Linked DNA regions of Mus musculus: regions 2, 3, 4, 5 and 6 are each linked to region 1. A link is a contact called in public HiChIP or PLAC-seq and promoter capture Hi-C data. All regions are on one chromosome and are shown on one strand. Each heading gives the region's core, a stretch centred on a gene start, on an enhancer-like site or on the middle of the called end of the contact. The rest is flanking DNA. Distances are from core to core; before and after follow the strand shown. Region 1 holds the start of Trnp1 (TMF1-regulated nuclear protein 1). Region 2 holds the start of Paqr7 (progestin and adipoQ receptor family member VII). Region 3 holds the start of Pdik1l (PDLIM1 interacting kinase 1 like). Region 4 holds the start of Xkr8 (X-linked Kx blood group related 8). Region 5 has its middle 15 kb from the start of Gm36518. Region 6 holds the start of Fgr (FGR proto-oncogene, Src family tyrosine kinase).

Evidence for each region. Promoter capture Hi-C pulls out the DNA fragments that hold promoters and counts their contacts. HiChIP or PLAC-seq counts read pairs in DNA pulled down with a chosen protein or histone mark. Capture Hi-C pulls out chosen DNA fragments and counts their contacts.
Region 2: a promoter capture Hi-C map of pancreatic islet shows a contact between it and region 1. The contact joins the promoter of Paqr7 here to the promoter of Trnp1 in region 1. A contact is called at or near these places in 1 of 115 datasets of contacts at active chromatin or transcription factors (pancreatic cancer cells) and 1 of 9 other capture datasets (pancreatic islet).
Region 3: an HNF4G HiChIP or PLAC-seq map of pancreatic cancer cells shows a contact between it and region 1. The contact joins the promoter of Pdik1l here to the promoter of Trnp1 in region 1. A contact is called at or near these places in 2 of 39 promoter capture datasets (neutrophils and pre-B cells) and 3 of 115 datasets of contacts at active chromatin or transcription factors (embryonic stem cells, memory CD8 T cells and pancreatic cancer cells).
Region 4: a promoter capture Hi-C map of liver shows a contact between it and region 1, with 2.2 times the contacts expected there. The contact joins the promoter of Xkr8 here to the promoter of Trnp1 in region 1.
Region 5: an H3K4me3 HiChIP or PLAC-seq map of forebrain shows a contact between it and region 1, with 4 times the contacts expected there. The contact joins the enhancer-like site here to the promoter of Trnp1 in region 1. A contact is called at or near these places in 1 of 39 promoter capture datasets (embryonic stem cells) and 6 of 115 datasets of contacts at active chromatin or transcription factors (embryonic forebrain, embryonic stem cells, forebrain and 3 more).
Region 6: a contact with region 1 is called in an H3K27ac HiChIP or PLAC-seq map of embryonic stem cells, with 2.9 times the contacts expected there. The contact joins the promoter of Fgr here to the promoter of Trnp1 in region 1. A contact is called at or near these places in 8 of 39 promoter capture datasets (the 3T3-L1 cell line, embryonic stem cells, hematopoietic stem and progenitor cells and 4 more) and 4 of 115 datasets of contacts at active chromatin or transcription factors (embryonic hindbrain, embryonic stem cells, forebrain and 1 more).

The regions. Positions count from the first base shown.
Region 1 is chr4:133,497,026-133,500,521 of GRCm38.p6, forward strand. It overlaps Trnp1 (TMF1-regulated nuclear protein 1), which reads right to left and starts at 1,525. Exons shown (of 2, transcript NM_001081156.2): 1 at 603-1,525. The coding sequence starts at 1,432. The coding sequence ends at 761.
Region 2 is chr4:134,495,143-134,498,638 of GRCm38.p6, forward strand. It overlaps Paqr7 (progestin and adipoQ receptor family member VII), which reads left to right and starts at 1,619. Exons shown (of 2, transcript NM_027995.3): 1 at 1,619-1,894.
Region 3 is chr4:134,285,504-134,288,999 of GRCm38.p6, forward strand. It overlaps Pdik1l (PDLIM1 interacting kinase 1 like), which reads right to left and starts at 1,750. Exons shown (of 3, transcript NM_001163794.1): 1 at 1,658-1,750.
Region 4 is chr4:132,730,983-132,734,478 of GRCm38.p6, forward strand. It overlaps Xkr8 (X-linked Kx blood group related 8), which reads right to left and starts at 1,564. Exons shown (of 3, transcript NM_201368.1): 1 at 1,191-1,564; 2 at 1-90. The coding sequence starts at 1,483. It overlaps Smpdl3b (sphingomyelin phosphodiesterase, acid-like 3B), which reads right to left. Exons shown (of 8, transcript NM_133888.2): 8 at 1,984-2,777. The coding sequence ends at 2,412.
Region 5 is chr4:132,943,613-132,947,108 of GRCm38.p6, forward strand. No RefSeq gene overlaps it. Among named protein-coding and RNA genes, the nearest start is that of Gm36518, 15 kb to the right of the region's middle. Within about 2 kb of position 1,824, at least 276 of the 459 cell types and tissues checked have an H3K27ac peak or open chromatin away from gene starts, as enhancers often do. A contact at or near this core is called in embryonic stem cells, forebrain and stem cell-derived neural progenitor cells, where this site is marked.
Region 6 is chr4:132,972,300-132,975,795 of GRCm38.p6, forward strand. Fgr (FGR proto-oncogene, Src family tyrosine kinase) reads left to right here and starts at 1,796. Exons shown (of 13, transcript NM_010208.4): 1 at 1,796-1,971.

The sequences.
Region 1 (3,496 bases), core at 275-2,774:
TAGCTGAGCAGGTGACAAACAACTCATCCTGAATATCCCCATCGGGCTGTAAGCAGATACCAAAATCATTAGGAGTATGGGAAACGCTGGGACCTAGAAGCAGAGAGACCTAAGTATGATGGGGACAAACCTTCAACCTCTCCGGGTATCTGTCTCCTCCAATGGGAGTCACAGACTCAGAGGAGAATCCAGTCATACAGCCCTGAGCCAGCCCTCCTCCATCCTGGGACTTTCTTCTTCTTCTCCTTGCAAGGGATGGAGCTGGGCTGTGTAGAAGCCAGCAACTTTGAGGGCAGGGTTTTTACAGTCCCAGGGGACCCAGGAGAGACCACACTAGCACAGGTGAGGGAGCAGATGTTGCAATATTGCAGCAAGCTCCAGCTTGTTAAAGTTTGCCACCAAATCCCTCCGGAAGCCGAACACCTTCCACTAGTTCATCTCTATAAGGGGACTTGGCACTGTCATCTAACCAGCCACGAAAAAAAGGACAGCTCTATCAGGGCTCCACAGATGCCCGCCCAGACATGGAAGATCCCGGATCCTACACTCCTCAACACAGACACACGCTGTATCCAAAATAACACCAGTCAACAACACCGCACCTTAGTGTCACTTTCAGGGCCCCCCATGGACCCCCAGCTGACTCCTCCGCGTAGATGACGCCGTCCATCTGGCCAGCACCTGGATCCGTCCGTCCGTCTGTCCTCCCGCACCTGGAGACTCGCCTGCCTCGGGAAGCCAGGGGTCCGGGGTACTGAGGTCAGCGCTGGGGGGAGGCGGGGCCGCGGGGCGGGCTGCGGCGGAAGGGCGAGTCGGGCTCCGGGCCCTGGCCGCGCCGTAGCCGCCCTGCGCCCCAGGGCACGCAGCTCCCCAGGCCGAGCGCGGACGCCAGCAGCGCCGGGGGACGACCCCGGCGACCGCGGCGCGCACCCTTCTTGAGACGGGACCCGTGCGCAGCCAGGTAGAGCTCGGCCTGGGCCACGCCGCCGCTCAGGCGGCTCAGGCTCTCGGCGCGATGCGCCAGGCGCAGCTCCGCAGCCAAGAAGACTCGGTGCAGCTGCAGCACCCGGCTCTCCAGCTCCGACACCAGGCGCCGGCGGCCCTCCACTTCTAGCAGTCGCCGCCGCGCTTCGGCCAGCTCCAGCGCACGGCCCCCTGCCCCCGCCGCCGCGCCCGCGATCCCCGCCGGGCCCGCGCCCCCAGACCCCCCACTAGCACCCTGGCGCCAGCGCTGCAGCTCCTGCCCTTCCACGGGTGTCTCGGCCGCCTCGGGTAAGGGCGGTGACTTAGTGGGGGTCGGAGTCGAGGTCGGCGATGGGGAAGGGGGCTGGAGGGACGGCAGGGGCTCCCGGGGTGGCGGCGGGGGCGACCCCGGTTCTGCCGTCCCTTCCTGGGCCCCTGGGCCGCAGGCGCTGATTCGGCAGCCCGGCATCCCCCGCCCCGCGGCGGCCCAGGGTTGTCGGTGCGTGGGGAGGAGAGATGCTGGGCACGAGACTAGTGAGAGGCGGCCGCAGAGCCCACACCCAGGCCGCACGCGCCGCCCAGCATCTTATAGCACATGGGGCGGAGCGATGGCAGCACAGCCAATCCGAGACTTTTGTGCCTGAATCTGCCCTGCCTCCCGCCAAGGAGCGTATCCCCAAGTGTTTCAAGTTCCCTGTCTTTCTCCCAGATTGGCTCCGTTTGGGCATCATCCCAAATTTGGGGTAGATAAGTGACGGTCACTTTCCTCGCCTGGAATCACCTCAGAAAAATTCGATGGTAATGTTTAAAAGTCATACATTTCAGTCTCTACCCAGAATGGCTGGGCGTCACCTCTGCTCCTCTGCCGGGCCCGCGTGACAGTGAGAGCCTAGCCTAGAACTTAGCGCTCCGGGTCTCCTAGGATGCCCTTCCCGCCCATCTCTCTGGGCTTATGGGGTGGTTAAGGCAGAGAGACGACTGGTGTCCACTGGAAGATGGGCATATGACTGGATTACTCGCATACCAGGAAGGCACTTAGCTTGCAAAACAAACACCAGAGCCGCTGCTCCTGGTCCGCCAACCTTCGTGGGGCCCTTAGAAAACCCCAAGGTGTGCAAAATTATTTTCCAGCTCCAACTCTGCCTGCGTGTGCACCTGCTAGCCCACAAGACACGTCCTGGTATCTTTCAAATGGAGGGGGAAAGAAACTCAGAAGAAGCCGCGATGCCCTGCTCAATGTCAAATTGTAGGACAGTGGCTGAGTCTGGACGGAAATGAACGAACAAACTCAACCATTCATCAGAGCCCTTGAGATACGTGGATTCCTCCAATTCCCAAGCACGACTCCACATCTCGAATTTTAACCATCCTAGCTCTGCCCACTTTCCCCACGGCACAAATAGCCCTTCTGTTCCCCTTCCAAGTACTGGCCCAGACACCAAGGGTTTTACCTCTGATTGTATCTATTTGAAAGCGCCATCAGAGATTGGAGGGGTTCACGGTAGGAGAGGGCAAGGTCCCCAGGGCAGGAAGGAAGCTCTGAACCCCATTGGGAAGGACTGCAGCAGGTCCTCGGGTTTCAAAGGATCTGCCAAAGGTGTGGCCAGCCCTGAGGGTCAAAATATATGAAGAGGAATCTGACTAGTGGGGGGAGGAAAGCCCCAGTCCCTCCGACCCACGGGTCCACCCAACTCTAAGTGCTTACAGGTGCCTTTTAAGTGACAGGAACTCTGACAGCAAATCTCCACAGAAGCAGCTCCCAGAGCAAGGGAAGGAGGGTGAAGGGAGTTAGATTCAGAGAAGCGGGACGGGAGGACTCACGGTAGTAAAGGGGTGTTCAGTGAACAGGAGTAGATCCCAGAGAAGAAGGACAGCCAGGGCTACACAGAGAAACCCTGTCTTGAGAGAAAAGGAAAAGGAAAAAAAGAAAGGAAGAAGAAAAAAGGGAGGTATGTATGTGGGGAAACCCCACCATTGGTTAGTTCCAGGGAACCTGTCAGATCTGGATTGCAAATCCTTCCAGAGACCTTGGATATTGGTCTCTCTAAGAGGGCAAAGATGATGAAAGCATATTTACGAGGAGGGGCTGGTAGTGTGCCTCAGTAAAGCTGGGTTCAATCCCCAGCACCAGATAAAACCAGAAACAACAAAGCAGCTATGCCTGTCGTCCAGCACATGAAAGGCAGACAAGAAGACAGGAAAGCAAGCACCGGGCTAGCCTGGGCTACATGAGATCTGTGTCAGAATCCAAATAACTAAATAAGTGTTCACTGAATGCACTGTGTTCTCATCCCTTAGACGTAGGGACAGCAGGCTTTTCTTCTCAATAGGAAACTAATGGCCCTCAAACTCACCTGATTGAGCTGCGTGAAGTGGCTCACAGCTGATATCCCAGTCTTCAGGAGGATTAGGCAATCAGAAGGCTGTGGGTCAGAGGCCAGTCTGGGCCACGGACTGAGTCCCAGGCCAGTCTAACCTGTAGTAAGAGACCCTATCTCAAAAAGATGAAGAGCAGAGTCGGCCAGATGGCTTG
Region 2 (3,496 bases), core at 369-2,868, 1.0 Mb after region 1:
CATAGCTACAGCCGCCTGAGCCTGGATGCACCTTTCCCGGCTCTAGGCCTCGACTTTTCTACCCATAAAACAGTGGCCACCACATTCACCTCAAAGGAACTTTCGAGGTTTGAAGAAGGTCATAGAGAAGGCCCCATGGCTGCTCAGAGCTCGCTTCCCCACTGTGTAGAGTGGTAGACACAGAACCTGTTTCAGGGGATGGTTTAGATCAAGAGAGGTCGTCATGGCAACTGCTTGGCTCACCGCTTGCCACAGGCCAAGAACATTACATATAAACCGTGGATTTGAAAACAAACCAAGAGGGGACAGGATGTGGTGGTGTATGCCGGAGACCTCAGCCTCTGCTTCACTTGTGAGCTCCAAGCAGGAGCTGGGTGAGACTCTGCCTTTAAAAACATACAAATGAACAAAAAACATACCACCTCTGACAAAAGCCAAACCAACCGGAAACAAAGAATCAAAGCAGTGAGAGCTTGACCTTCCTGCCAAAAATAGAAGCTGAGTCCGAGGCTTCTTCTAAGTCCTTACTGTTTGTTTTGTTTTGTTTTGTTTTGTTTTGTTTAAGATGGGATGTCTTTGTTTAGCGCTGGCTTTCCTGGAACTAGCTCCATAGAGTAGGCTGGCCCAGAACCCAGAGATCCCTTGCCTCTGCCTCTGGCTCCTGAGTGCTGGGATCAAAGGCGTGTGCCACCGCTGCCACCACTGTCTGCAAAGTCTCTCATTTTTATTCATCCTATCAGGACACAGTCACCATATGTTGCCCAGGCTGCCCTTGAACTCCTGGCTTCAAATAATCCTCCTGCCTCAGTCTCCAGAGTAGTAGGCACGGGATGGCAGGCCTGTCGGCTTGCCCCATGGATTCAGGAAATGTGGGCGTTTGTCTGAATTTGTTGAATGAGAGGCCAGTCTCTCACATACAATTCTCTTAAGATAATATGCTCATCACAGTACAGAGGGAAATTTTGCAGTTTCCAAAGACCTTCATGTCCACCGTTTGACCTAAACACCTTGTCAAGTGGTACTGCCATCTCTATAACACTGAGGCCCAAAAGAGCAAGGTTTGTCCAAGGTCGCAGGGTGAGCTGGGGTAGCAACAGGCTTCAATCCTGTTAATGTGTCAGGGCTCTAGACTCAAAAGCTCAGTAAAGGACAGGGCCCTAGCCTCTACCAATCAGGCCTCTTTACTCAAGACCCGGTCTGGTACTCCATTTTTGTTAGGTATGAACACCACAGAAGGGGCAGGCACATGAGGCACTGTAAGAAAGTATTTATTGGAGGCATACCCTGCCTATAAAAACCCACTGGGCTGTTCACCTTCTCTGCTGGTCCCATACCTGGAAGATGTGACAACCAGGAGTGGTTGTTCTGACAGAGATCTAGACAAATCAGGACAGGGAAAATGTCAGAGATCACGGGATGAGACTTTGATAAGCCAGAGAGCCCAGTTTGGGACGCAGCTCCCCAGGGAGAGCGACATCTGGACTACAGTAGCCCTGTGAGGCATGAGCGGTATGTGCTGAGCTCAAGCTTGCCTCAGAGCTCTTGGGACACTCATCCGACTCTCTTGCAACTATCACAGAGCGAAGCTTGCGCTTTGGGGAAGTGGGTAAACTCTGCAGGAGTCTGCAGCCTCTTATCTGAGCCTAGGTTCTCTGGGCCTTCTATTTTCAGACTGTACTGTGGCCGCAGGAAGTCCCGGGATGCGTCGTGGAGTGACCCCTCCTGCAGTCTGAGCTTGCATAACGCCAGGCGAGAAGCTGCAGACTGGCGGAGGCGGCTGAGCTCCCGGTGCCCAGCGCCGCCCTCCGGGCTTGGGGCGTGGCCGCTACCCCTTTATCTGCGACTCCAGCGCGGGGGACGCAGCAGACAGCTCCTAGCTCTGCTCTGACCACAGGTGAGACTGCTCCTGGAGATCCCGGGGCCGGGCCGGGCTGGGCTGGGCTGGGAGTAGAGAAGTGCTCCCCCGGCACGCGGGTTGGGGGTGTGCTCCTAGCTGCATGCGTGCGGTGCCCAGTGGCGGAAGTGGGCAGGTGGCAGAAGATGGGGCGAGGCCGAAGACAGCAGGACCCTGACAGCCGGACAGTTATGTAGGGGAGCACCTCCCGGTAGGGGTGAGGAGAGGTCACCAAGGGAATTAGCCTCAAGGAGGGGACCGGAAGAAGAAACGTTTGAGGTCACCCCACCCCCGGAGGAGCAGTGGGGGGGTCACTGTAAGGGAGTGGGGAGAGCAGAAGGATTATGGGAGGACCAGAGGTAGCATGCCATGGAGAAGGAGGACCAGGGCTGGAGTAAAGCCTATGAGCTTGTGGCTTGTGGAATGGGGAGAATAATTCAGTGTCGTCTGCAGAAGTTAGGCATGGGAGACAGCCTGTGCAGCAGGATCACACCCTGGGCAGGAACAACCAACCTCACAGGCTATGTGCTGCATTCTAGGAGCGAGGTTATAATGGGACAAGAAGGAGCAGGGGTGGAAGTGTGTGTGTGTGTGTGTGTGTGTGTGTGTGTGTGTGTGTGTGTGTGTGTGTGTGTGGTATGTTTTGCAGATCCTTGTGGGGGAACCCCCAAGGAAAGCTTTAGAGAGGTGGGAGGGCTACCAGGCCAGAATATTGGATCCCTTCCCTAGCGTCAGGAAAGCCAGATTGCCCTAGATAGGAAAAGAGACAAGGCCCCACCACCACCCTCAGCCTTAACCTGGGGGATTTCCTCCTAGCAGCCCCTGAAGCCCCTTAGGCTGCCTCAGGCTATGCACTGAGAGGAGGCTTGGTGGATTCCCCAAGCTGACTGTTCTTGTTGGGTACCCGGGGACACCATGATGAAGATCTTCCCTTTCAGGGTACTCCTTGGAACCGTGGGAGTGTCTGAACTTTGGGGGAAAATGTCCTTAACATTTCCATTCTGATCACGTTACTGAGTACAAATGGAGACCCACAATGCAGTGTGAAACACCAATAGTTTCTTGTTCAGTCCTGGAAGACGCGGAGGTAGCCTTTTCTTTAAATTGGTTGAGCTGAATTGGAGAATTGGTTTGCAAAGGGGGAGGCGACCTGGTTGCTGAGAGACCCGAAAGCCTGCCAGAGCTTGTCCCGTCTACGTTTACCCACACTGGGTGCCCAGAAGTTGCCTGGAGCCTTGCTTCTGGAGTTAGTTTTAGACAAATGTCGGCATTATCGTTCCTCTGGGCCTGGATCACCAGATGCAATGGGGGTGGAAGTTATGCAGAAACATGGGAAAGTAGCTACTGTAGGTGACTGATGGAGCCTCTAAGCAATGCCACTTGGGGTCCTCCATGGCTTGTCTTTCCCTCAGGACCCCTCTGGAGGTTTTGCCTCCCAGTCACAATATGAACTCTGACTATACTTCTTACTGCTATTCTTTTATCTTTTGTAGATAGGAGTCTTGGCAGCTTTCCCACATGGGCCTTGAACGCCTGAGTTCAAGTGATTTTTCCTTCTGTCTCCAAGTGACTATTAACTTAATTTTGATGCAGGATCTTCGT
Region 3 (3,496 bases), core at 500-2,999, 790 kb after region 1:
AACCTGGCTACTTTTATATTAAGTTCATTTAATCCTTAACTGCTTGAAAATGCCATTGTTAAAAATATATATATACCCGAAATTTGAAATTTCATCAAGAGGTGGTGGCTCACACCTTTAATCTCAGCGTGTAGGAGGCAGAGGAAGGCGGATCTCTGAGTTCAAGGCCAGCCTGATCTACAGAGGGAGTTCTAGGATACCCAGGGCTACAGAGAGACCCTGTCTTGAGAAGAAAACACACAAACAAAAGCAGTGAAACATAAAAATCCCTCACACTTAGAAATGCAAACCCCTGACTTTGGTTTATGGACCAAAAGTGGTCAAGATCACTTACTTATGTTTTGTTTGCAACAGTGTCTCAGGTAGCTCAGGCTACCCCTGAATTTACTATATAGCAGGGAATGACCCTAATCTCCTGCTTCCACCTTCCAAAAACTAGGGTTATAGACCTGCACCAGCATGCTTAGTTATTTGTTTCTTACAAAATGGGCACAAATAAAGTTTTTGCAGAGCTGTTCCCTCAAAATGAAGTAAGTCAACTACCTTTTTATCGTTGTTTAGCATAGTTATTTAATTCTAGGTCTTTTCTGGCCAAAGGGGGAGCATCCTATACATCACAGGGAATCCTCTGACAAAGTCCTTTGGCGCTGTACCTTGAGAAATCATTTAAAGGCAAGCTGGAGCACAGGCCCCACAGAGAAATGTTCTTTTGAGTGGAGAGTCTGCAGTACGCTCCCTCACTCACTGTCACTGTCTTCGCCGGCCAGGAAGAGTAAGATTGTATTTACATTGCACAACCAGGTAAACAAAGTGACTGCCCCGGGAACCGGAGACTCCCGGAACGACTACTTTAAGTTCATTGGCCAGATTTAAAAGAAAATGACTGTTCCTGAGGTTTGCCCTGAGTTACTTCCTTGTATTGGTCGCCTACCCTTCAATTTCTTCCTGGATTCCCCAATGTCAGGTTTCCTGTCACCGGGCGGGCCATTCTGTCCTGCTCTGTGCTGATTCCCGGTTACTAGGCACTTCCAAGTGACTCTTTTCTCTGCAGCGGTCCCCTGTCCTCTCCCACTTGCCAGAGGTCCCCCCCCCCAAGGAAGAACGCCTTCCTTGCATAAGAAAGGACGGTGTCTATCAAATCCTTGGGGTCCTGGCTGGAGAGACGCCCTGCTGAAGCATCCTTCGAGAACCCGAGCGCCTTACGATGGCACGTCCCGGACCCTCCTGCCTGCCTGCCTGCCATTCTCCCTCCGGGGCTGGGCACCGGCGGCTTGGACATGCACCTGCTGGTGCCGGGGACGGGGACAAGTAAGGCCAGCGGTGCTCGCTCTGTCGCCGAGGCGCGCTCACTGGCCAAGCAGCAAGCTCACTCCGGGCGGCCGTCCCTGGAAACCCCGAGGGACCCTCCCGTGGCCCCTGAGCGGGCCTCGCAGTCGCTTCAACTCCTGGCGGCTGCAGCCTAGGGGACCGGACTCCGGGAGTGGCCCGGGCGGGAACGGAGGCCGCAGTCCCCGGCCGGTGGCCGGCGCAGCACCGGGCCTTCCCGGGGATGACTCCACTGAGAGGTCCGTGACAGGCCTGCTGGGGACAGAGACACATGCAGGGAGACCGGTTCTGACTGCGGGGCATCCGTGGCACGGCGAAGGGCCAGGTTTACCTCAGGGCAGCCGCCGCCGCTTCTCCCTCTCATGAGCTCTGCAGGCCGCCATTATCGCGCAGCTCGCGCCCTCGGCCGCGGCGGCCTCCAGTCAGAAGCCGGCGCGCGCCCCCGTGGTGCGCGGACACACCCCCTCACGCCGGGCCCCGCCCCCTCCGGCTTGCCGTAGCGCGCGTGCGCAAGCCGAGCGCCGCCTGCTGCCGGGCGAGCGCCCGCCTCTCCTCCGCGGGCTCTGGCCATTGCGCTCCGTCGCTGCCCTGGCGCGGCGCACAGCCGAGCGTTTCCAGCGGTGTGCGCGCTGCAGAGCGGACCAATGCTGCCCTGCAGGGGTGGCGGCAGGGGACGGTCGCCCTCAGCCGCAGCGGGGGGCGCGTCCCGGGACCCCAGAGAAGCTGCGGCCGCTGGCCCGAGCCGGCGGTGCTCGTGCCCCGTGGCGGGCTACGCTGCCCGCCCTCTTCAGACCTACCGAGCGGCGGGCTGGAGCGCGCGGTTCGCTGGGGCCGGATGCCCGGTGCATCTTCCTCGCTGGTGGCGGGACTGGGCGGCGGGTCCGTGGGGAGGCGCGGCCAGTGCTGGGAGGCTGGCTGCACCTACGTTCCGAGGCACCGAGCTGTGTTTGCGGGTGGCACAATGGCCCAGGCAGCGACGCGGGCCTGGGTGCGATCATCTGGGAGGATGCTGTCCCCTGCCCCACCGGCGCGGTGGTATCTCCCTTAAAGAAGCCGGAACCTCATTGTTCCCGGCCTTGAGGATCGGGGCGTCCTGCTGGGTGAGAGAGAGGGTGTGGCCTACCTGGCTGCGGCGCGCAGCCTAGCTGGCCTGAACCGGAGTTGGGACCCATTTTAGGCGGGTGTACGGACACAAAACAGGTCTCCTAGGACTGCAGTCCCCCGGAGTTCTTCAAATACGTGCACAAAACCTTTCAAATGCCCCCAGCAGTTGTCAGTCATAACCCTGAGTTGCCCTGAGATCGGGGTGACAGTCACTTGGAAACCAGGACCAACTGGCCGGCCCGTCGTTAGTTACACAGATTGAGTAAGCATCTGCCAGAAACGCCCATTCTTTTCTTTATTATTCTGTACCTACTGCTTGTTAGTAAGGTTGATCCTGCCTTCATTGCCCCCTAAGCATCTCAGTGCCTCCAGGATCATCCTTTGTCATCTGCTTATGAAACTAATATTTGGGGTCTGGGCAACTTTCTATATAATCTGAACCATATTCCAAAAGTAAAGACCTTACTACTGACCCTGCTGCTTTCATAGGCGAGGAAACCAACACCTGCCACATTGACCAAAAGTTGTCTTCCTAGAACACCCACTCGCACCCTAGTGTAACGTCCTCCAGCCCCTCCTAATAAAAGCCCAGCAATCTATTCAGAGTTTGTCCTGAGGGCCATCCTCCTATTGGTGCTCACGTTTTCTGGGAATACTGAGTCAGTCAAGACTTGCTTCCTGCCCTGGAAAGTAGGGGGAAATAGGAAAGCTCAGTAGACGCCGGCTACCAGTGTTAAACAGGATGGACTAGGAAGAGATCTCTTCATGAGAGTAGTCTTTTTGTTTATTGTGGTCATAAAATGTCACGGGATCGTCAAGGGACGTACCTGTTCTAGCTGCTTTCCTGTTGCTGTGATTAAAAAGAAAAATTGCTGACCAAAAATACCTTAGGGGAGGAAAAGGTTTGTTTGACTTAAACCTTCAGGGTTAGGGTCACTGGGAATTCATCCATCACTGAGGGAAGTCAGGGAGGGAACTAGGGAAGGAACTGTGGGGGGTGGGGGAGGCTCCTTACTGGCTTGCTCCAGGGTCATGGCTCAACTACATTTCTAAACAGTTTAGGCTG
Region 4 (3,496 bases), core at 314-2,813, 770 kb before region 1:
AGGGAGAGAAAGTCTGCGTAGGCCAGGTCACACTCGGATGGCATCTCCTGGTAGCACATGGACAGCCCTTGATGCATTCCGTGCAAACACCTAGGCAGGACACACAGGTGCCCGGAGGGCCAGGTCAACCTTCTGTGACGTCGTCCATCTCCTACAGCTGAGTGCACAGAGGCAGACTTCAATCCTAGCTTGTCACTTAAAAGCTACGGAACCTGGAGCAAGCCACCTAACTAACCTCATGGAACTTGCTTCCTCGTCCGTAAAGTGGGGCAAACTCAACTTCTACTCTTGCTGGTCAGGTACGATCCCAGGCGCATCACAACCCTGTCCTACCTACTCACAAGAGCCCCATTTCAGAGATGGGAGATGGAATTAAGAAGTAAACAGGAGGGGCCTGAGAGAGGGCTTAGCTGTTAATCGCATCCACTGCTCTTGTGGAGGACCAGAGTTTGGCTCCCAGCACCACATGAGGTGCCTCGCCTGTAACTCCAAGGGATCCAACACCTTCTTCTCTTGGGGCCTGCCTGTAATAACTCTCCTTCGCAGTCATCTGAGCTGTACTCAAGATGATACAATTGTTCAGGCAAAATGCAAACATTCAAGAGGTCCCTCCCCGCAAGCTGGAGACTATATACAGCTTTCCCAAGATCTGAGACTTCCACAAGATTCCGGATCCGGCCACCCTAGCCCAGCCTCACCCACACCATGAAGCCCTGCCTTCATCACAAGATTCTGAGCCCTTGATTTCGCTTTCTCCTATCTAACAACCCAAGGGACTAGTCACAGTTTGGGGGCGGGGGAGAGGCGGGGAAGAAAAAGTTCTCAGGCCAGCACTTGCGCCAGGGATTGTCTGTCTCACTGTCCTCACTTTAGACTGACCCTGGGTCCTTCCCAGTTGAGAAAAGCACACACCATCCACATATATTTTCCAAGAACCAGTCTATGTCTACTCCTGGCTGACTCCGGGGACACGGATGAGTCAAGCCGGACCCTCTTCAGTCCTTGACGGGGAAGCAAACGTTCGCAGAAGACAGAAATGAACAAGAAAGGTGAGGGGCATCTCTGACTCCAAGACCCTGATGTTCCCTTCCTCTGTTCCTGGCCCTGTGTTTTCATCTCCGCCCAAGGAAAGAAGACTGAACTGGTTCTGATGGCTGTCAACCCACTTTTTCAAAGGGCCGGGCACTCACCTATACAGGTAGCCGAGCTGCAGCAGGTGCAGCAGAGCCAGGAAAGGACGCGAGAGCTGCGAATGGTGCAGCTCGGTGGGATCAGCTGTCAGCCAGAGCCAGCTGAAGAGCTGCAGCAGCACCGAAGCTTGGCCCAGCAGGACCAGTACCAGCGCGGCCCACAGATAACGGCCAAGGAGCACGTACTGGACAACGGCCCACAGGTCAGCGACCAGATCCAGCAGGAAAGACAAGATACTCACCAGGCCTACGACCACGTCTAAGGCCACATGGTGGTGCACGGACAGAGGCATGATCCTCTCCAAGCAACCACACAACCGCGGACCTGCCCTCCCGCCCCGCTAGTCCGGCAGGAAGGGGGCGGGGCAGTCGTCCGGGAGGCTGGGCTGCTGGGCGGAACTTCCCCATCTCGCCCCGTCCGGGGTGGAGCGAGCCCGCGGCCCCGCCCCTACACTGGCCCCACCGCCCAGACCCCGCCCCCAGCCTGCCCTGTGCAGAGCTAGGCCTCTACTGGTTTGGATTCTGCTTTTTGTTTTGTTTTTCTTTTTTGTTTGTTTTTTGTTTTTGTTTTGCGAGACAGGGTTTCTCTGAATAGCCCTGGCTGTCCTGAAACTCACTCTGTAGACCAGGCTGGCCTCGAACTCAGAAATCCGCCTGCCTCTGCCTCCCAAGTGCTGGGATTCCACCACCCCCGGCTTGAATTCTGCTTTTGAGTCTCAAGGAAACAAGAGTGGCTATTAAGAAAGACTAGAGCCTTAGAGTTACCGGCCGCAGCTGTGATCCCTCACGGTTGCACTGTTGCAAAACCAAATCAAAAAAGTCTTTTATTTAAAAGTACTAAGGGGTTTTGCACACCACGTACGTTCCCAGTTCAGACCTTGAGCAGGGACTACATCGAAAGCACAGAATCTCCAAGGCCCATCTTCCCGTCGGCTCACTTCACTGTGGTGATCAAGTTCATGGTGGTTTGATATGTTTGTATTAAAGCGAATAATGCACCAAGACATGTACCGCAAACAAGTTTTGTGGATAAAACATGAAACTTGGAAGAAATTGTGCTTCTTAGCGCCCTCTCTGGTGAATCCAGGTGTCCCATCCCACTTTACTCTCCGCGGGGGGAGACTGATGGCAAAAGTTCATCTCTCTCCATTGGGTAACGTTGCCCAATTTTACCAGGAGAAAGATGAACCAAGTCAGTGGGTGGGCTGGCAGTGCCTACAGTCATAACACCTCCAGTACGTGCAGGCTTGGCAGCAGAGTCAGTATGAGCAGGAAACCAGGCACCAGCTTGGCACCAAGACCATGCAAGCAGGTAGCATAAGTGTTGAAAGCCACGTGTTGTATAGCACAAACGTGCTCGATGCGGCAGCTGTCCTCACAGGTCAAATGGTTGTAGCTGACCGAGTTATAGACGTAATAACGTTGCAGGATGTGAGGCTCACTGGCAATGCGGGTCAGCGCCGTGTGCATGGAGCTGACGCTGGCATCCGGCACCTGGTAGGCCTCCGTCAGGCGGTACTCCTGCTCCCACCGTGGGGTCTCTTGTACATTCGCCTGCCTCAGGTTCAAGAAGTAAGTCACCAAGTCCTGGATTAGAGGCGCAGGGTATGTCAGCAACGAGCAGTTGATTCGTTCTGCCCACAACCCAACTTCTCCCCAGGCGCTCTAAATCGATCAAACAGCCGCTGTTTGTTACCCTGAGCTTGGTTCCAATGAGGTGACTGCATCTGAACCCCCATTTTCCTGGTGAAGACATGGAGGCCTTAAAGAGGTCGTTATGGTTTGAATCTGAAGTGCCCCCCCGCCCCCCCTCCCTTCATTTTGAATGTTTGTTTCCCAACCACTGTAGCATTTTTAGGTAGTGGATTCCAGCTGGCAAAAGGAAACCTTTGAACCTGGTTCTGGATCCTGCCCAGTGGCGATATGAGGGGCTCCTGATACATTGCCACAGTGCTTCGGCACCATTAACTGCCAGGCCTTCACAGGTTGGTATAGCAATCACAGCATTGCAAAAGTAATGTTGCCTTCTCGGGGTCTGCGAGCTTTCAGGGGCAGGGCGGGATTAGGACGCAGAATGTTCACCTCACTACGGGTATGAGTTTCCTGTTCTGCCAAACTGGTAGGCACCACGCGCTCTTCACAGACGCTCTAATGCTCAGGAAATCTTCACAGAGTGAAGGGGAATAAAAATGGTGGTGGAGGAGGTGGGAAGGTGGGGGAGGCGGCAGCGGGGTGGGGGTGGGGGTTGCCTGGCTGGCGGATGTTATGAAATTGTAGCTGATAAAGGTTTCCCGTTCAAAGACTCA
Region 5 (3,496 bases), core at 574-3,073, 550 kb before region 1:
ATATATACATATATGTATATATATATACCTTAATTAATAATTAAAAAATATTTATTTATTTATTTTTTAATTTATGCATATGGGAGGAGTTTTTGCCTGAGTGTGCGTCTGTGCACTGTGTGTGTGTGTGTGTGTGTGTGTCTACTGGCCAAGGAGGCCAGAAGGGGATGTCAGATCCCCCGGAACTGGAGTACTGATGGCTAGCTATAAGCTTTTGTATGGATGTTGGGAGCTGAACCCAGGTTCTCTGGAAGCACAGAGAGTGCTCTTACTCCCTGAGGCATCTCTCCAACCGCATAATTAATTAGTGTTTGAGACAGAGTCTTACTATGTAGCCCAGGCTAGCCACAAACTCATGATGCTCCTCCTGCCTCGGCCTCCTGAGTATTGATTGGGGTTGCTGGATTTTGAGTCCCAGTCCCCAGCAATCCCTCAGGCTGAATTACCCTGACGATGGCCGCATACTGCTCTCTCAGAATGCAGCTTAATTCTTCACCTTCATCCCCTAGACATTTACTGAGTGATCAATCCACGCCAGGCACTGTACCAGGCGCTAAGGACCCCACCGCACAAGGAACCTACTTCCTGCCTACTTGCAGCTCAGAGTGAATCCACGAGGCCCCCTCTTCCTTCCTGTTCGCCTTCTCTTCACCCCCATTTGTTTCGATAACCCCTACCCTTGTCTGTCTTCACGGGTTTTGATTATTACGTTCACACAGCACCAGACGACATGATGACACACAGCAGCGGCAGGGCCACGTGACATCTGTCTCTTTTAGAATTGTCTCTGGCAGTGGCCTTCAGACAGACACACCACTGAGTCATGGCCCTGCTGCAGGGTTGCAGCCTGACAAGTTCCTTGCGTTTTTAGGGTCCCAAATCTGCTTTCTTTAAAGCCAGGAGGTTTCCTCTGCTAATGCGATTGGCTTTTTATAAGGCTTTGTTTTGTTTTGTTTGTTTTTGGTTTTCGAGACAAGCTTTCTCTATGTAGCCCTGGCTATCCTGAAATTCACTCTGTAGATCAGGCTGGCCTCAAACTCGAAGAGATATGCTAGCTACCTCCTGAGTGCTGGGATTGAATGGGGTATACCACTACTACCCAGTTATGAGATTTTGTTTTTAAGTGTGTGCATGTGTGCGGTTTAGAAAAGTTATAGTTCCAGACAGTTGTTAACTCCCTGATGTGAGGTCTAGGAACTTAACGGGTCCCCTGGAAGACCAGGGAGCTCTTGTAACCAAGAAGTCATCTCTCCAGCCCCCTGGGCTTCCTCTTCTAAAGTGTCTGCTGAGCAAACGCACACGCTCTGTAACCCCTGGCCTTCTCAGATCCTCTTGCTTCAGAGCAGAGTTTATTTTGGGGAAAAGCCATCTTGTAGTGCCAACTTTGGTGACTAAAGTGGGGTTGGTGCTGGGCAGTGCCATGTTTGGTCACAAAGGGGGTGACTAGAAACTAACAGAGAATGCTTTTTACTCTGGAGCTACATCTTAAGACGAGCCCCAAATTAGACCTCAGTGACTCTGGGCTCCATCCCAAGTATAAAATAGAATAAAATAAATTCAGACCCCGGTTTCTGACTGTCTTGCTGTAAGACAATGTCAAGGTCATCTCTGGTCCTCAGGTTTCTCGTCTGTCAAATGGTGCTAAAGGAGTCTCATCCAGACCAAGAGTGTCATTCCCAAGTGTGGACGTTAGAGGATGTGTCTTTGTTTTTAGCTTGAAGGTTTAAAGATGGGTGTGTGCCAGGGAGGCAGGAAGAGGGCGGAGCTGGAGCTGCAGGTCACTGTGAGTCACTAAATGGAACTCTGTCTGCTGGAAGAGCAGCAACTGCTGAGCCGTCTCTCCAGCACCTTGCAGTCAAGTTCTTGCTGTGCTGACCAGGCTGCCCTTGAACTCCTCGGCTCAACAATTCGGCCGCAGGCTCCTCCAGCACTTGACTACAGGCATACCATGTCAGCTGACTTAGTCCTGACCTTTCATCAAATCCCTTTATCTAGGGAGTTTCCTTCCAGGCCCTGGTACCCTTTAACAGTCAGCCCCTCCTAAGGCTGGCGCCACAATCTCATGGTGCAGTGTACGAACATGACCACCAGGTGGCACTGTAGTCCCGGGCTAGACTTCATCAGCCCTCATTATCCTTGAGCTGCTCCGCAATTACTAAAAGCCCTCCCTGGGGCAGTCTCCACCACAGTCTTCCGAGACTGAAATGAATGGACCTCGGCTTCTGCTCTGCAGCAGGAAGCCTGGACGCTGGAGTGATCATTCCCAGGGTCTCTGAAGGACCTTCCTCCTGCTCTCCTTCCCAAACCCCTAGTTCCACAATTCAGGACCCTCTCTGCCATCAGGTCTGTCTTCAAGTTCACAGCCTATGCACCTCCCACCCCCACCCCCCGACAGAGCCATAAGGTTTTAGAGGAGAAAGAGAGAAACACGCCACCGCCACCCAGGCTTCTTGGCTGGCGGTACAGGGAAATGCTGAGAACCGGGCGTTACTAAGCTGACCTGGAAAGGGGCCTGGGCCAGCAGCAGCGGAGGTTGCTGAAGCAGAAGAGGCCTGTGGCTTCCTGTGAAGAACTGAGGAGCCACGTCCTTTAAGCAGATGGCTGGGGGGAGGGGTGGAAGACTAGGACGCCCAGGCCTCCCGGTGAGGAGAGGGAAGGGTCCCAGGAAGGCAGGCGAAGAGGCCAGGGAGAGCGTTCTCTTGCCTTTCAGCCTCTGCCATCTCCTAAGATAGACAGGCAGGACAAACAGCGTCATTAATGTGAAGCTACCCGGAAGAGACAGGGGCAGGAACAGGTCTGTCTGCTCATACAGACAGCAAGTCCAAGCACCTAGCCACAAGTACCCAGGTTTCAGTGCCTGACCTCAGAAACTCAGATAGAGAAACCCAGCCCCAAGTTCTCGGCCTCAAAACCCCAGCTTGTTCCCAACTGCATGCACCCACTGTGCAAGCAGAAGACGTAATGCCCTGTCAGAGGCTGTGGGGGTGGGAGTGGGGCGGAGGAGCGGGGAGAGGAGAGGGGAGGGGAGGGCTGGTGAGCTCCCGGACACAAGAACACGGGACACGCGATTCGATCCAGATCCAGAGGTTCTTTATCGGAACAAACAAATGATTCCAGATGGAAGCTTTGCCGCAATCCTTACAGGATCTGTTTACTGAGCTGACTCGTCCCTGTAGCCAGCACCAAGGAAGTGCCAGGCTGGTCATGCAAATAACCACACAGCCCAAGCTGGGCGACTTGGCTGCCTTTGCCCTACGCATACAGGCATACAGCTTGTTTGTCCAGGGTTGTGTCTCCTGTCACACCTATGGAGAAGCCTGCGTCCTTAACAAGGTCAGGGACAGAGAACTCTGCTGGAACCTTTCCTGAGCAGAGAGCAGGGGGGCTGCCACTCCTGACACAACACGGCTGTGTCACAAAGTCTGTGTGTGTGTGTGTGTGTGTGTGTGTGTGTCTGGGCCTCTGCCTCACCACTGTCTCGCTCCTCTGGAGGTCA
Region 6 (3,496 bases), core at 546-3,045, 520 kb before region 1:
GGAGCAAACATAGTAACCAACCGGAAGGAGCCGGTTTCAGACCAGAAGAAGAGTGCTCCAGGCAAGAGCAGGTGAGGGCTCTGCTGGAAAGTGTGTGAACACTGGGGAAGGCCCCTAGGGAGCCACCCAGGAGCTGGACTTAGAAGAAGAATTACAGAGCAATTCCTCCAAGATCAGTGTATGTCCTTCTGTCTCTCCCTTATTCCCTCCCTCTCTCCCTTGCTTCTCTCTTTTCCCTCCTGTTTTTTCTTCCTTCCTCTTTTCCTCTCTCCTCTTCTGTCTTCTCTTCCCATCTCCTCTAATCTCTGCCTTCTCCTGTCCTATCTCCCTGCCTTCCTCTGCCTCCCCCTCCTCCTCCTCCTCCTCTTCCCTTCCTCCCTCCTCTCAGGTAGAGAATCACTACTCCTCTTTGGCTGTCCTCCAATCCACAGGGCTCAAGCATCCTCTTGAGTAGCTGGGAGTGCAGCTGGTGCGGCTGTTCCTTTTGTATCTGGGCTCCCTATGGCTGGGCTCCCATTGGCCACGATATACATTTATTTGTTAATTGCACACATGGATCAATGGCCAAGGCCAACTTAGAGGATGCTCTATAATGGTGGCAGTGCTATCCAGGCAGGGTAAAGCCACCCTCCCACAGTCCCTGAACCTCCACTACATTTCCTTTCTTCCTCCTACACCCACTTCATATTTTCCTAAGAGAGAAGCACTTTTATTTGGTTTTTTGAGACAGAGTTTCTTTGTGTAGCCTTGGTTGTTTTGGAACTCACTCCATAGACCAGGCTGGCCTCAAACTCAACAAAGATCTGCTTGCCTCAGCCTCCCAAGTGCTGGAGTTAAAGGTGTTTGCCATGGCTCATTGAGAGAAGCATTCCTATCTGCATCCATCACTTGCTGACACCGTGTGTGTCACCATGATCCTCCTGAACTTGTACTTTAGGGCGCTCACACACAGCCCCCTACACCCCTGTCTGTACACAGAAGCACACCTGACTGCATAATGTGTCCGAGCTGTTGATTCTAAACCCAGTCACGCATCGTCATCGCCTATCATCAGTATAGCCCCGGGGACACCCACTTGAATCTTCCATGCCTTAAGCCCTCACCCTCCCACAAACATTTCCAATTCAACCCTAGCTCTCCCTCCCCAGGCAGGGGGATTTCCTGGGTCTCAGTGCACCTTGGTTTTAGAGAGGTAATACTGGTAATAACTCTTGGTTTTAAAGGGAGGGTGGGTATCGGGCTGGGGGAGTATAGGGAGGGCTCTCCTAGAGACACTGTGATTGATTAAGGATTCTCCTCAGCTTCTCTAAAACTTGTGTGTGGCAGTAGCCTGATGGGAGCTGATTGTTGTGAAAAACAGGTACCCAAAGGCAAGGGCCTTATCTCCACCGCCCAGTTCCTAAAGATGAGGCGGCAGGGTATAAGTGACAGGCAAAAGATCCCTGGCAAATGTAGTGACAGTAGTGTAAAGGCTACAGGCTATGTGAACTTGGGCCAAGTTATCCTGACCTGGCTCTGTGTTTTCCTACCTAGGAGATGAGTGGGGAGTGGGAGCCTTTGGGATGGCCAACCCCCCACCCCCTTGGTATCCCACTCTAGTAACTAAAGGGACAGGTCCCTTTGGCCGGAACCTTTGGGAAGGAGCTGGGGCGCAGGGACAGCGCTGGGAGAGCCCATCCACAGCGGGAAGTGGGAGCCAGCGGACTTTGGATCTGGGGGCCCCTCCTGGCTTTGGGCAGCAGTCTAGGGGCTGAGGCGTGACTTCGACTTCTCTGGCTGCCGCCTCCTCCTCCGCAGTCACCAAAATAAGAGAAGTCCGAGACGGCTTCCTCCTCCCTCCCCAGAGTAGGTAGTAGGGGCAGAGGCGGGTAGCACCTCACTTTACCCCCCACATCGCCTCTCCTGGTTGCTGGAAGTTAGGGTTGGCTCGCCCCAGATCGAGTCACCCGCAGCTGGCTCCCTTGAGACCAGGTAGGCGGCCAAACCCGGTGGGGGCTGGTAGGGCAAATGTTGCCCCGCCCCTAACCGTCCTCACCTTGGAGGGAAGATTTGGGGGTAAACCTGAACTTTGAGAGCTGAGCAAGTTGAAAGCGGGAGATGGGGGTGGGGATCCCATTCAGAAAGGAAATGAAGAAGGAAAACTAAGGAAAGCTGGAAAAGGCTGATAAAAACCTAGGAGAAGGCCGAGGCAGTACGGCGAAGGCAGACCAAAAATTCCCCCTAAAAGTCTAAATGGGGAAAGAGAGGGAAACTGTGTTGTAAATTTGATAAAATTTGGGGAGAGGGCTGAAAGTACAGGAAGGCACTGTGGGATCCCCCAAAAGCGTCTAGGGAGAGCCCTGAGAGGCTTTCAGGAGGAGAAAAAGGAAAGAAGCTGAGGGGGTATGAGAGAGGGGTAGTAGGTGGGGAAACTGGAAAGGGGGAGGGGATACTGAGGAAATCGGTCGCGAGTTCCCGAGAAGGGGGTCTAGGAGAGTGACTTCTGCAGAACTCGGAGTCCAGAGTGCAGTTCTGGGGTCTCAGAGGCCGGCTATCTGGATTCCTCAGAGGGAAGCGGGGAGTCTGCAAACTCCCCCCAGACCCTCTAGCTACATCAGTGGGGCAGCGGGTTCCAGACACCCTGGGGATTCCTTCCAGCAGCTGGAGGCGTGGATCTGGGTTTCCTGGGGAAGACCTCACCCTGGGGCATCAGACCTCCCTGGGTGCTTTTCCCTATCCGCAGTGGCGGTCAAGGTTTGCGTCCCTGTCGGGATCCGGGAATTGCTGGCAGCCCCGACGGAAATCCTGCTTTTGACCGCCAATGCCCGCAGGGGCTGTTTCCATGGCAACACAGGGCAGTGAGGCCAGTTGGCTTTGGGCCGCTGCAGGCTCAAGGCTGGCAGCCAACTTTGGTCCCTGCCTTCGTCCCCATTTTTGGTCCTTGATCCGGGTGTGTTGCACCACAGAGGGAGTGAGAGGGTGCCGCTTGGTGTTCAGGGGTCTCCTGCCTCAGAGACATGTTCTCTTAGCAAGAATGGGCCTTTAATTGCTATGCAGACCTCAAGGAGAGCTAGCTTTCTCTGGACTTTTGCTTTTCTCATTGGAACTTTGGGGAAGAAACTAGCCCTCCCCATACCAAAGCTGTGCCTAGTGGCTCATGCCTATAATAATCCTTGCATCCAGCAAACAGAGGTAGGGAGGTTGTCACGAGTTCAAGACCACCTTGAGCGATATAAGCAGAAAGACAGGTGGGGTGGGGGAAACAGAAATAGAATGGGAAGGGGTGGGGCGGGGAGGAGAGGGGAGAATGGAGGAGAAGGCAGATGAAGTTCTATCAGATCCAGGCCAGCTGGCTCTACACAGTTCTTTGCCTTCTCAAAGCATGGAGGACCAGAAAGCTTCGCTGACAGGGCCTCTGAGAACCAGCACACAGTTGGCATCTACTAAATGTCACGTTTACTAGGGCCCATTCCAAGAAGGTTAGCAGGGTTCGCATCTGTACCCCACTCTCCAGGTG